Linked DNA regions of Mus musculus: regions 1 and 2 are each linked to region 3. A link is a contact called in public HiChIP or PLAC-seq data. All regions are on one chromosome and are shown on one strand. The core of a region is the stretch at or near the end of the contact, and the rest is flanking DNA. Distances in the headings are between cores, read along the strand shown.

Evidence for each region. HiChIP or PLAC-seq counts read pairs in DNA pulled down with a chosen protein or histone mark.
Region 1: a contact with region 3 is called in an H3K4me3 HiChIP or PLAC-seq map of embryonic basal ganglia, with 2.7 times the contacts expected there. The contact joins the enhancer-like site here to the promoter of Nrcam in region 3. A contact is called at or near these places in 10 of 39 promoter capture datasets (the 3T3-L1 cell line, the HPC-7 cell line, embryonic stem cells and 3 more), 2 of 484 Hi-C or Micro-C datasets (cortical neurons and embryonic stem cells), 7 of 115 datasets of contacts at active chromatin or transcription factors (astrocytes, embryonic basal ganglia, embryonic forebrain and 4 more) and 2 of 9 other capture datasets (embryonic stem cells and pancreatic islet).
Region 2: a contact with region 3 is called in an H3K4me3 HiChIP or PLAC-seq map of embryonic basal ganglia, with 3 times the contacts expected there. The contact joins the enhancer-like site here to the promoter of Nrcam in region 3. A contact is called at or near these places in 5 of 39 promoter capture datasets (cranial neural crest, embryonic stem cells, epiblast stem cells and 2 more), 1 of 484 Hi-C or Micro-C datasets (embryonic fibroblasts), 9 of 115 datasets of contacts at active chromatin or transcription factors (embryonic basal ganglia, embryonic forebrain, embryonic hindbrain and 5 more) and 2 of 9 other capture datasets (adipose tissue and embryonic stem cells).

Annotation. Positions count from the first base shown.
Region 1 is chr12:44,478,832-44,482,187 of GRCm38.p6, reverse strand. The region is part of intron 3 of Nrcam (neuronal cell adhesion molecule); the gene reads right to left. Among named protein-coding and RNA genes, the nearest start is that of Nrcam, 150 kb to the right of the region's middle. Within about 2 kb of position 1,952, at least 9 of the 459 cell types and tissues checked have an H3K27ac peak or open chromatin away from gene starts, as enhancers often do. A contact at or near this core is called in embryonic basal ganglia, embryonic forebrain and neural stem cells, where this site is marked.
Region 2 is chr12:44,497,082-44,500,768 of GRCm38.p6, reverse strand. All of the region lies in intron 3 of Nrcam (neuronal cell adhesion molecule), which reads right to left. Among named protein-coding and RNA genes, the nearest start is that of Nrcam, 170 kb to the right of the region's middle. Within about 2 kb of position 1,703, at least 11 of the 459 cell types and tissues checked have an H3K27ac peak or open chromatin away from gene starts, as enhancers often do. A contact at or near this core is called in embryonic basal ganglia, where this site is marked.
Region 3 is chr12:44,327,111-44,330,595 of GRCm38.p6, reverse strand. Nrcam (neuronal cell adhesion molecule) reads right to left here and starts at 1,711. Exons shown (of 31, transcript NM_176930.4): 1 at 1,500-1,711.

The DNA.
Region 1 (3,356 bases), core at 703-3,202, 150 kb before region 3:
TCAGGCTCACTGGCTGGGGTCAGCCTAACCTTAGCTCAAAGCCAAGCTCCCCATTAAGCAGATTCCAACATGATGCAAATCACTTAGAGTTATGTACCTTAACTTCTTCATTGGTACAAGTGCGGACCCCAGCATCTATTCACATGGTGACTGTGAAGGTTAACTGAGTTAACAAAGTGCCCACAAAGAATCAGACCAGAAAACAACCCAAATAATAAATCCAACAAATCTTCTCCACCAGATGAACCAGAATTTTTCTCTTCAAATACATAAAAGGGATCGAATGCAACCTTTATGTGATAAAGCCCCAAGTCAATGGTCTGCTCAAAACAGCGACCCTGATAACTTACAAAGGAGGACTCAACACGGCCATAATTCCTAGAAGTCTAACAAGAGGTCATCCAGGAAATGCAGGTCAATGTAGTGGAACAGGGGCCATGCAAAACCAAACAGAGATTAAACCCTCAACCTCAGTTTACACCCCCTTGTGATTAATTAACAACCTTACAGTATCCACCCACCAGCTGTATCCTTGCTCGCTGCCTGACCCCCAACTGAGGACTACAGCAGTCTAATGCGAACTGTGCTTCTAATTGTGCAGTGGGCAACTGTGGCTTGGCTAAGCAAAGCTCTTCCACTCCCCTCCTCTCTGATTAACTAGATGGCTTTATAAATCCTCTTAATAAGTTCATTTGTGGAACCCAAGGCTAGCGACCCTTCCTTCCTGCTGCTAAGAGAGCTCAGCTGCTAATCTTTGGATGTGACCCATCAAAAGAGAATTGTTTCTATTAAAAAAAAAAACATATAAATCTGCTAAATTGACAGAGAGTGTTAAACTCACGACTCTAATTTAGCAGTGTTGTCCTGGAGTCACAGGCGTGTAAAGCAAGCAAGTAACTGATGTAACCGGTTTATTAAAAAGCAAAATCTTTATGATTGTCACATAAGTCCTGAATTGGATAATTTCCCACAGACCAGTGTGGGATAACTAATAATTCACACAATCTTTATCTCTACAAAATGACTTACATATACTATATCTCATTTCCTTCAACTGCTTGTGAGGCAGTATTATGGTTATTCTCAGTGTAAGGGAGAGAGTTATTTTATAAAATCACAAGGTCACTGAGAGTCAGGTCTGGCAAATTGCTCTTAGGTTTTCTGATTTTAAATCTAATGTTCTCTCTATGATAACTAGGGTGCCCACTTCTCATTTTGTCTTTTGGCTGCACACCTGCCTCCCTATACATTGGACTAATACCAGGACAGGGAATCTGCAATCAAAGTGTCCCATGTTCCTGTTGCAGTCAGTTATTCACTGGGTCCTGCTCACTGGATGTTGTTTGAGATATCTTTACACAGCTGTAATAAATACCCAAAATCACCAGTGTAAGAGTTTGATTCTGGCTTATGGTTTCAGAGGCTTTTGTCTACGGTCACCTGGATTCACAGTCTGGGGCCCTAAGACGAGGCAGGTCATTGTGTCAGGGCGCACACAGGGGAAGAAAGAGCTTCCTACCTCACGTCAGTCATGAAGGAAAGAAAGAGACAAGAAGGGGCTTCACTCTAGTATCTCCTTCAAGGGCCTAAAGAATCAGTTCACCCAACGAGGCTTGCTTATCAAGAGTTCTATCAGCTCCTAATAACTTCACAGGCTAGAGACCAAACTTTTAGGATGCCTCTGGTGCACATTTAAGACCCAGTCACAAACAGTAAGGGGAAATGGTAAAGCAAGACTCTTGGTTTGGCACTTAAAAATGAAGCAATTGGTGGTAGTTGCTATAGAAGCTTGTGTGGTGGCTGTAACTCTGGATTTTAGCAGCCCAGTAAGGGCTGGTGCTTTTTTCTCTTGGTGGGTCTGGAATCAAATGTAAGTTGTTCTAACCCACTGTTGGTAGCTGCTACAAGCTACAGAGCTTCAGCTCAGCCTGGCGGTGTTTGCTGCTTCCCACCCAGGGAAGCACCCCCTCGTACTCTCTTGTAGTGCCAGTCTTGCTAATGAAATGCATAATGTAACCTCTGGTTTCCCACTGCATCTTGTCTCATATGTGCCAATTGTTAACAATCCACTGGGAAAGGATGAGAATCTTTGTCATTTATTTGAATCAGAAGTAAATAGATTTAATAGAGGCCTGAATATTCCTGCAATAGGTAGTTCATCCCAAACTCTACCGGCCTTATTGGAGAGCGACTGACACTTAGGTTTTTTTTCAGTAAGCCTGTAGTCAAATCTGTTCTCTGCCTGTCTGGAGGCAGCCCTTGTCTCCTGAACCACTTTCCATTTCTTGGGAATGCTTGGTTCATACTTCCTGCCCCACAGTCATCTCTGGTGACAACTTGTCTGCCTCATTCTTGTGCAGTTTCCTGTTCATTAACTTCTGGCTCATTATACCGTTTGCCTAACGTCCACATTTGCATACCCATGCATAAAAAGCATTTTGTCTATAGCAAAGGGGGCACAATTACGACATATATAATTTGGAACAGAAGCTGCTAATTACAACAGGGGTTAACAGTGGGAGAAAAAGTGATTAAATAATTGCTATACTGTCAATGTTTTTTTCAACTGTAATTAAATGTACAGATTTTACCTTTTTTTTCTTTATTAAAACTAAAGGACTCCATATCACTTGGAACTAGGTGTTTTGTTTTGTTTTGTTTAATTTCTTTTTCCTTCTTGTGTAACCCAGGCTAGCCTCAAACTCACACTTCCCCACTCCCATACCCCTCCAAGCTGGGATTGTAGGATTGTGCCACTATGCAGAGCTTTTCAGTCAAACAACAGCTACAGTCTCAAGAGATCTTCATATGTAATCAGTCCATCATACTTTGCATATGGTAACTTTTCTCTAACTCTCCCAAATCAAATGTTAACATTTTACACATAGGACAAGTAAGCTCAACGTACTTATTCTTCCACTCTTTTAATCTATTTGCAGACCTGTAACAAAGTACCACAAAATAGGTCTCTCAGAAACAACAGAAACTTACTTCTCGCAATTCTGAACACTGAATTCCAAGATCAAAGTACCTGCAGTTTGATGTTTGGTTAGGATCTGGTTTTGGGTTCACAAAGTATATACAATGAACCTTCTTACTATGTCCCCATGAGATGGAAAGGAAAAGGGACCCCCCTCTCTTTCTCTCTCGTTCTCTTTCTCTCTGGTTATTTTATGTATTTACATTTCAAATGTTTTCCCCCTTCCTGGTTTCCCCTCTGCAACCTCCCCCTATATCATCTCCCTGCCTCTATAAGGGTAGTCTGCCACCCACCCACCCACTCCTGCCTCACCGCCCTAGCATCCCCCTATGCTGGGGCATCAAGCCTCTACAGGACCAAGGGCCTCCCTTCCCAT
Region 2 (3,687 bases), core at 454-2,953, 170 kb before region 3:
CTTTCCCAGGGGGGTTCAGTGTGCAGCCACCTTTGAACACCTGTGCTTTGCATAAATGAATATTCCAGTTTTATCTATAAATGTGCTGCTTTGCCTAGCTTTCAGTAAATGATGACAACCTTAGCATGTGCGAAATTTCATGACTAACTTTATAGAAGATAAATTCGACTTTATGCTGAAAGTTCGAGGTGCAGTTACATTGTTTACAGTTCTAAGGCTGCGTATGAGCTCCTCAGTCCCTCCTTGGCATGCTGGCTTTTCTAAAAGTCCAGATTTAAAAAGTGAAGCAAAGGGAAATGCACACTGTAAGAAGATTGTGAGAACACTATTGATTTCACATCCAATAAGGCTTGATGATGGAATTGGTTCTGATCGGTATGATTACAAATATTCTACAAATATTACCTATGTGCTTTACATTTGAGCAGATAAAGTACAACCGAGTAAGTTGCCATTGCTCCAAAACTACTAGAGAGGGAGATGTATAGAAAACTTGGCATGGCATCCAGTGAGAGGAAAGGTTAATGCCACATTAATCTAAATGGAAGGAGACAGCGTCTGAAACATCTATAGCAGTAAAGGAAAAGGAGCAGGAGAGACGTATTAGGAGATGCACACACAAGGAGAACATTGCAGTTCAGCAAAACAAAGAGAGAAGTCATGAGGGTTAGGAGAGGGGAAGGACGATGGGACCACTTCCAGAAGTCTGTGTCCATAAGCCTGGGGTTCTCAGAATGGGGTGGAGCTTTTCTACCAGGTCTGCAGTTGTCCTTTCTGCAGGATGTAGAATCACTGATCCTGCCCGCTTCTGCCCCGTTTCACATTCCCCTTCCTCAGCTCTCATATCCCCTTCTCTTTCAGGCTCTCTGTTTTCCAGGACCCCCTCCCTTCACCCAACACCAAACATATTTCACCTTTTCAATACTGTCGCACATTTAAACATCTAGTTATGTTTTCACTTTTCAAGTATGAACACCTGTGTCTTGAACCACCCTCAGGCTAGAACTTTAAGCTGGAACTCGTGCCAGTCATACACCTCTTTCCCTTTCTTCCTACCTCACATCTAACTAAGCACACTTCCTACTCTTCTCTTAACTTTTTTCACCTCCTGCCGGTGCTATCAGCCACAGTTGAATAGCCTCCAAATGCTGAGACTCCTCATCTCCAGTATTCAATACCCTATTCTCTCCATAGATTCGAGAACATCCTTCCAAAACCCCGTTCTCATTGCTTCCCCACCTCAGGCTCCTGGAATTCCTGTGTTAGTTTTCACATCTTCTACTTAGCACCTTGACCACTGTGTACTTTTAATGTGACTTGCTCCCACCTATACCTATGGTTTTAGTCTTTTTTTCCCCAAATCTTCATGCCTGCCTGAATATTACTTCTGTCTGGCTCACAAATCCTCTCATTTTCACTCATCAAGCCTCAACAGCTCCCCTGGAAGTCTTTCAAGACATTGTGGTCCTGGTCGAATGTTCTTTCTCTGTCCCAGCTCAGGGCTTACATAGAATGGCAGCTGTTCGTTTACAAGACAGTCTCCAGGATGCAATTTTCATTCACAAATACAAACATATTCCAGAAACCCACTTTACAAGTGTACTTCTTTGCAAGTCTGTCACCACTGGGAGCCTGTATGTACTTCCCTGGGGAGGGGAGGGCAACCTCCTTGTTCTGCTTTGTGCCTCACACGCTTACCATGGCGCCGGGAACATAATTAGTACTCGGCAGAATGAATGACTGGCTAATCAGAGTTGTGTGGGAGAAAGCTTCATTCATCTACTCACTGAATGATGGAAGTGGCAAGGGCTACAGGGGACTGGGTGAAGCTTTAAGAGAAAGGAAAGAAATTAGATACCAGCATGAAAAGTCAGGGGTGCCAGTGCCACTGGCAGACAGTGTTCTTTAATATTAAATTCCCTGGCTTGTCTGGCTGGGCCATCGAAGCATTAGGTCCACATAATGGCTCCATTTCTCTGGCTTTCTCTCGCTATCAGTCACTGATACCAGTCTGCATCTGCATTGTATCTTCAGTATGACTGCAGGCAAACAGAAGCAAAACCTTCAACCTTCTAACCTTCTTAGGTGTCCAGTGCCATTCTTTTAGATGTGAATACTCTGCTATGATTCTCATAGGTATAGCTGTGCCTATTTAATTGACGGACAACATGCACTTTCTCACATGCTTGCTGGCATTAAGAGGTACTATCAAGGCGTGTGTGATGAGTTTCGATGTTTCTTTTCAAAGCTTTACAGTGGGTTTTTTTAATGGATATTTGATCTGGTTGGTTCTCACATTCAAAAGCAATAATACAGTTCCCAGCTTGCTCTAAGGAGACAATGGATTTTTCGAGAATAACAAACTAGGAAGCAGGGGAAGAGGGCAAAAGAGATACCTTCTATAATGTAGATGGAAACCTCTCATAGTGATGGTTTCACTGGAGTTGCATTCTGTCAATCTTCCCAGACCAGTGTCTTGATTGCTTCATAGATAGAACTGTCCACAGCATTGGGAAGCTACTTCAACAAAGCTCCTTTGGATACAGTTATCATTCACGGAATCCTCTCAAGAGTTAATGGTATGAGGGGAAAAGAAGATGGAGTTTCATCTCTCTGTGTGGGATAAATGTACCCGAATCTCCACCATCTCTCCTCGAGAGCTCTCTCCCACATCCTCAGTTTGGGAAGCTCAGTGCTGAGTCTCACACAGCTACTGAAACTTTCCTTTGTAGTTCCATTTAGAATCAACATGGAATGTGCCTCTTGTTCAATGCAGACAGGGTCAGTGAATGCTGTCTGCAAATCAGCATTGCATGGCAAACACTTTAGGCCTTGGCAGCCACATTGGCTCTATTTGAAATTCCTTAACTGCCAAAATTGTGTGGGATCAACACCATACAACACTAACATGGCTAAGTTTCAGAAAAAACTTACTTATCTGCTGAACTTTGAATTTTGTGTAATTTTCACATTATTAAATATTCTTTTGATCTTTTCAACTATTTAAAATATAAAAAGCCATCTTAGAACATAGTTTATTAAAGAGGAAAGGAGGAGAACAGACTTGACTAACAGCAGTAGCTTGTAGTCAGTCCACTACATTAGAGCCACTATGTCATCATCTCTATCCATGTATCTGATGTTGGCACTGAATAACCACTTCAAAAATCAAATTCATTCATACAGTTGAACATCATTGAGTTTTAATGGAATAATTTTTTAATGTCTTTTTTCAAGTTAATAAACAAAATGTCATATTTATTAGATATAATATGATAGTGCATATATGTGTAAAGCCAGAGGATATCCTTGGGTGTTAGTCCTTGCCTTCCATTTCATTTGAGACATGGCTTCTTATTATCAAGTCTGTATTTGCAAGGCTATCTGGCCTGCAAGATTCCCATGGTCCTCCTGTCTCCACCCCTACCTCCCCACCATAGAAGTATTGGGATTACAGATACATGATACCAGGTACCACGTCTAGCTTTGACATTTACAGATCATCTTTGAAATTTTTAAAGACTGGTTATAAGCAGAAAATCCAGATACAAGCTACTTGCTGGGGGGGGGATTTTACTTTCACCCACCTTCTATCACCATATCTGAAAAACTACAAAAAGATATGAAGGATTTGGAGGGGCGCAGTTGAAAAAACTTCATGGCAAAGATAGCCATTATTGCATGAGA
Region 3 (3,485 bases), core at 462-2,961:
TTCCTCCCCACAACAACCCCAGGGGGAGCTCCTGGTGCGTGCGGAAACAAGGCTGCCTACCCCATTATACTCTGCTCCACGGCTTCCTGCTAGAGCTTCAGCAAGGAAGGACCCTGTGCTTCAAAACCACACTTCTTTTTAATCAACCATCCAAGAACAGAGAAGGAGAAGAACATTTCCCTCTCTGGACTTTTTCCCTCTCAGTTTACCATGGTGCTGGAGCTATGGGTGAAGATGGTGAGGTAGGAGAGGGACTCTTGCTCATGGCGACTCTTCTCTGTGCTTGCAGACGCACAGGGACCTCCAGCCAGCATCAGGGATGTGAAGAGGTAGCCCGGAGCAAAGGGAAAGAAATGACCTGCCTACCAGCCCGGTGGACTCAGGGAACTCGTGCTGCACCTGCTATCCAGAGAACACTTCTCAGAGAATGACTCCCTAGCTCTGCCTACTGTGAAATCCGGTCCCTGTTCTGTGCCGTGGCAGATGTGAACCGAGAGTAGCCGGATCCACACACCCCGGGAACCAGAGAGCCGCAGCGCCCACCCGCGCTGCCTGGAGGGCCCGGGGCGGTGCCGGGCACAGATGGCGCTCGCAGCTAGATGATGCTCTAACGCGGGCAGTCACTCCAGGCTCACCACAGTACTCCCGGGCGAAGCTGTAGTCAGATCCCACCCTGAGAGCCTGCTCAGGGCAGAGGCTCTTCCCAGTCTGTCCCAAACCCGGTACACCAGCCCTGAGAAGCCCCTGTCCACAGAGGCTGTGTGTGGTGGGGGAACTGTCACGGCCCTCACCTGGAAGCCAACAAAGCAAGTGTCCCCAGCGCACCATCCCTGGTGTCTATCCTGTTCCCCTCTGATTCCCTGAGTCCTCGCCAGGGCTGAGAAAGCCGAGGTGGGCAGTCAGCATCGCCGATTCCCCTCCCCCGCCCCCCGCCCGCTCACGGCGATTCGCCCAGGTGTGAGCACATCTGAACAAAGCCCACGCCCAGATGTGTCCGTGGGGACACGAACGCGCGCACGCTGCAGCGCGACCAGCGGGACTCAGTCGCGCTTCGCCGCCGGGCGACCCTGTCTTGTGACACTGCATCCACTGCGTCCCAGCCCAGAAAGCTGTGTAATGCCGGTCTGTCCACAGGCAGACCTCTAGTCAGGGCTTCCAGAGAGGCTGAAGTTAACCCGGGACCCAAGGAGCTGGTGGGCTCTCGCCCGTGGTACCCGAGCTGCGGGGGTCGAAGCCGCGTCCTCCCAGGGCGTGCGTCTCCTTTTTCCAACCAGCGCCCCGACTATGTCAAGGGCTTGCAAGAGAAAACGAAGTCGCCGACCTCTTTCTCCCAAGCTGCAAGTGCTGCCAGACTCCCACAAGAGCTCGGGTTGAGCCGGGGCGCCAGTGTCTGAGTGACAACGCGGCAGCCTCGGGCTCCTTGTTCTGCTCCAGCCGCGTCCACCCACCAGGACAGAATGTCACTAATGCAACCGCCAGACACACCCAGGGCTACTCACGTTTTCGTGCCGCGCCCACCTCCCTGCCGGGGCGCTACTGCCTAAGACCCCGGAGCCCAGCTGTCGTGCGTGTTTCCGAAGCTTCCGAAGCTGTCGCCTCCAGCTGCCCCAGTCTCCGTTTCTGCACGGTCCCTCGCGCCCGCGCGTCTCAGGCTCGGACTCCGGCGCGCGTCCGCCAGCGACCCAGGCGAAGCGCGCGTCCTCGCCGCTCCCGCCCTCCGCTCCCGGCGATACCCAGCGTCGCGCTCAGGCCCCTCCCGACTCTCTTAGCGTCCCCGCGTCCCCCTCCCCCGCACTCACCGGGCGTCGCCCGCCCCCTCCCCTCCGGCCTAACCCCCTCCCACCCACCCACAGCTTAGGCTGCAGCGAATGGGCTCCGGCCTTGAGCGCCTTGAGGACTGGGTGGCCTCTCACCTGAGAGGTCGCGCTACTCCGGACCTCTGCCACCACGCACCGGGTGAGGTGGTGGCTGTAGGGCCAGGAACTCAGGACTTGAGTGTTCAGGGGAATGGGTGACTGGGATGTGTCTACAGAAGATGTTCCAGAAAACCAGTGTTTTAAATGCCACTCTCCTTGGTTTAGATTTCCGTGTGAGTGTGATGGATGGATCCGGATCACACATTCCCTCCCGCCCTCCTCTCACCTCCAATCCTTCCGCCTCTCTTCTATTCCTCTAAAGTATTTCGTGCTTTTGCAAACTCTACTTGGCATGGGTTGGGTACTGGTTTATAGTTTTACAACTGTCATTTTCAAATACACTTGAGGAAGGGTCCCTTTAGCGTGTAAGCGGATGCTACTTTCAGTAGGGATTGGGTTTCTGGAGTAGTTGACATAAGCTTTTCAGATTGCAGAGTATTATACAAGTTTTGTGTTTGTTTGTTTGTTTGTTTTTTCAATGCAAAAGTGTGTAGAATTTTTTAAAAGAATATGTAGAATTTGAGTAAACCCACTGCATACTACACAATTCAGATTCTTCAGGACCCTCACCCCTTCCAGCATGATGGTGTCCAAGGCACATAGCCTCTTACCTGGGCCTACTTCCTTCTGCAGGCCCGGGTACAGTCAGCCTGGTATTACCCAGCTGGACCATTTACTTTTGGAAGCTCTCTTCAGCCTCTACCTTCAGCCTCCAGAATAGGTGTTAGATTGGCACTCATGAATAAAAACAGATCTGGCCCGGGCCATGCTTCAGAGTCTTGATAGCTCCTCTGCCCTGCTGTGACTTTACTTTGAACTTAAGCTTCAACCCACATTCACTCATGTGCACAGTGTCTCTTCTTTCTCCTACTGCCCAAACATACAGGATCCCCTTCATAAAAGAAAGTACTTCAAAGCTTCAAAGAGTACTACGATTCACACTTGATCCCGAAACCCATAGTCTTAACCACTGTGCCATGCTGTGTCAAGGACAGAGCACAGAATGTCTCTTCCCGTGAGGAGCACCTCCGTAGAGAGCCATGGAGCCCTCCAGTGGTACCTGGGGTGAACAGGCTTTAGACGTTCCTCTGTTTTTCAGTCCTATCTCCCCCTCCCCTCTCTCTTTTTCTCCCTTTGCCTGATTTTCTCAACCAAGTTTCTTAATCCATATCCATACTGCAGGCCTCTCAGGGAGACTACCCGACAACTTGACCTCAAATTTTCTGAAACCAAGCATGTGCCTAGCTACGCTAGTAATGATCAGTCTACCCACCAGCATGTGCCCCACTCTCTCCACCTGCTCTAACCCTGTGGAATCAGAAGTTTAGACTACGTAAACACAGAAACTTGGTTTTAGCTGTCTTTTTTTTTTTTTTTAATTATAAATTGTAACTTTTTTTTTTTTTTAACCACCACCACCCTCCTAGCGGAACTCAAGTGAAAGGTTGGTAAACTCCAGATCAGAAAGATAAAAGCACTTAAAAAAAAAAAAAAGTATGTTAGCTGGGCCTGGTGGCCCATGCCTTTAATCCCAGCACTTGGGAGGCAAAGGCAGGCGGATTTCTGAGT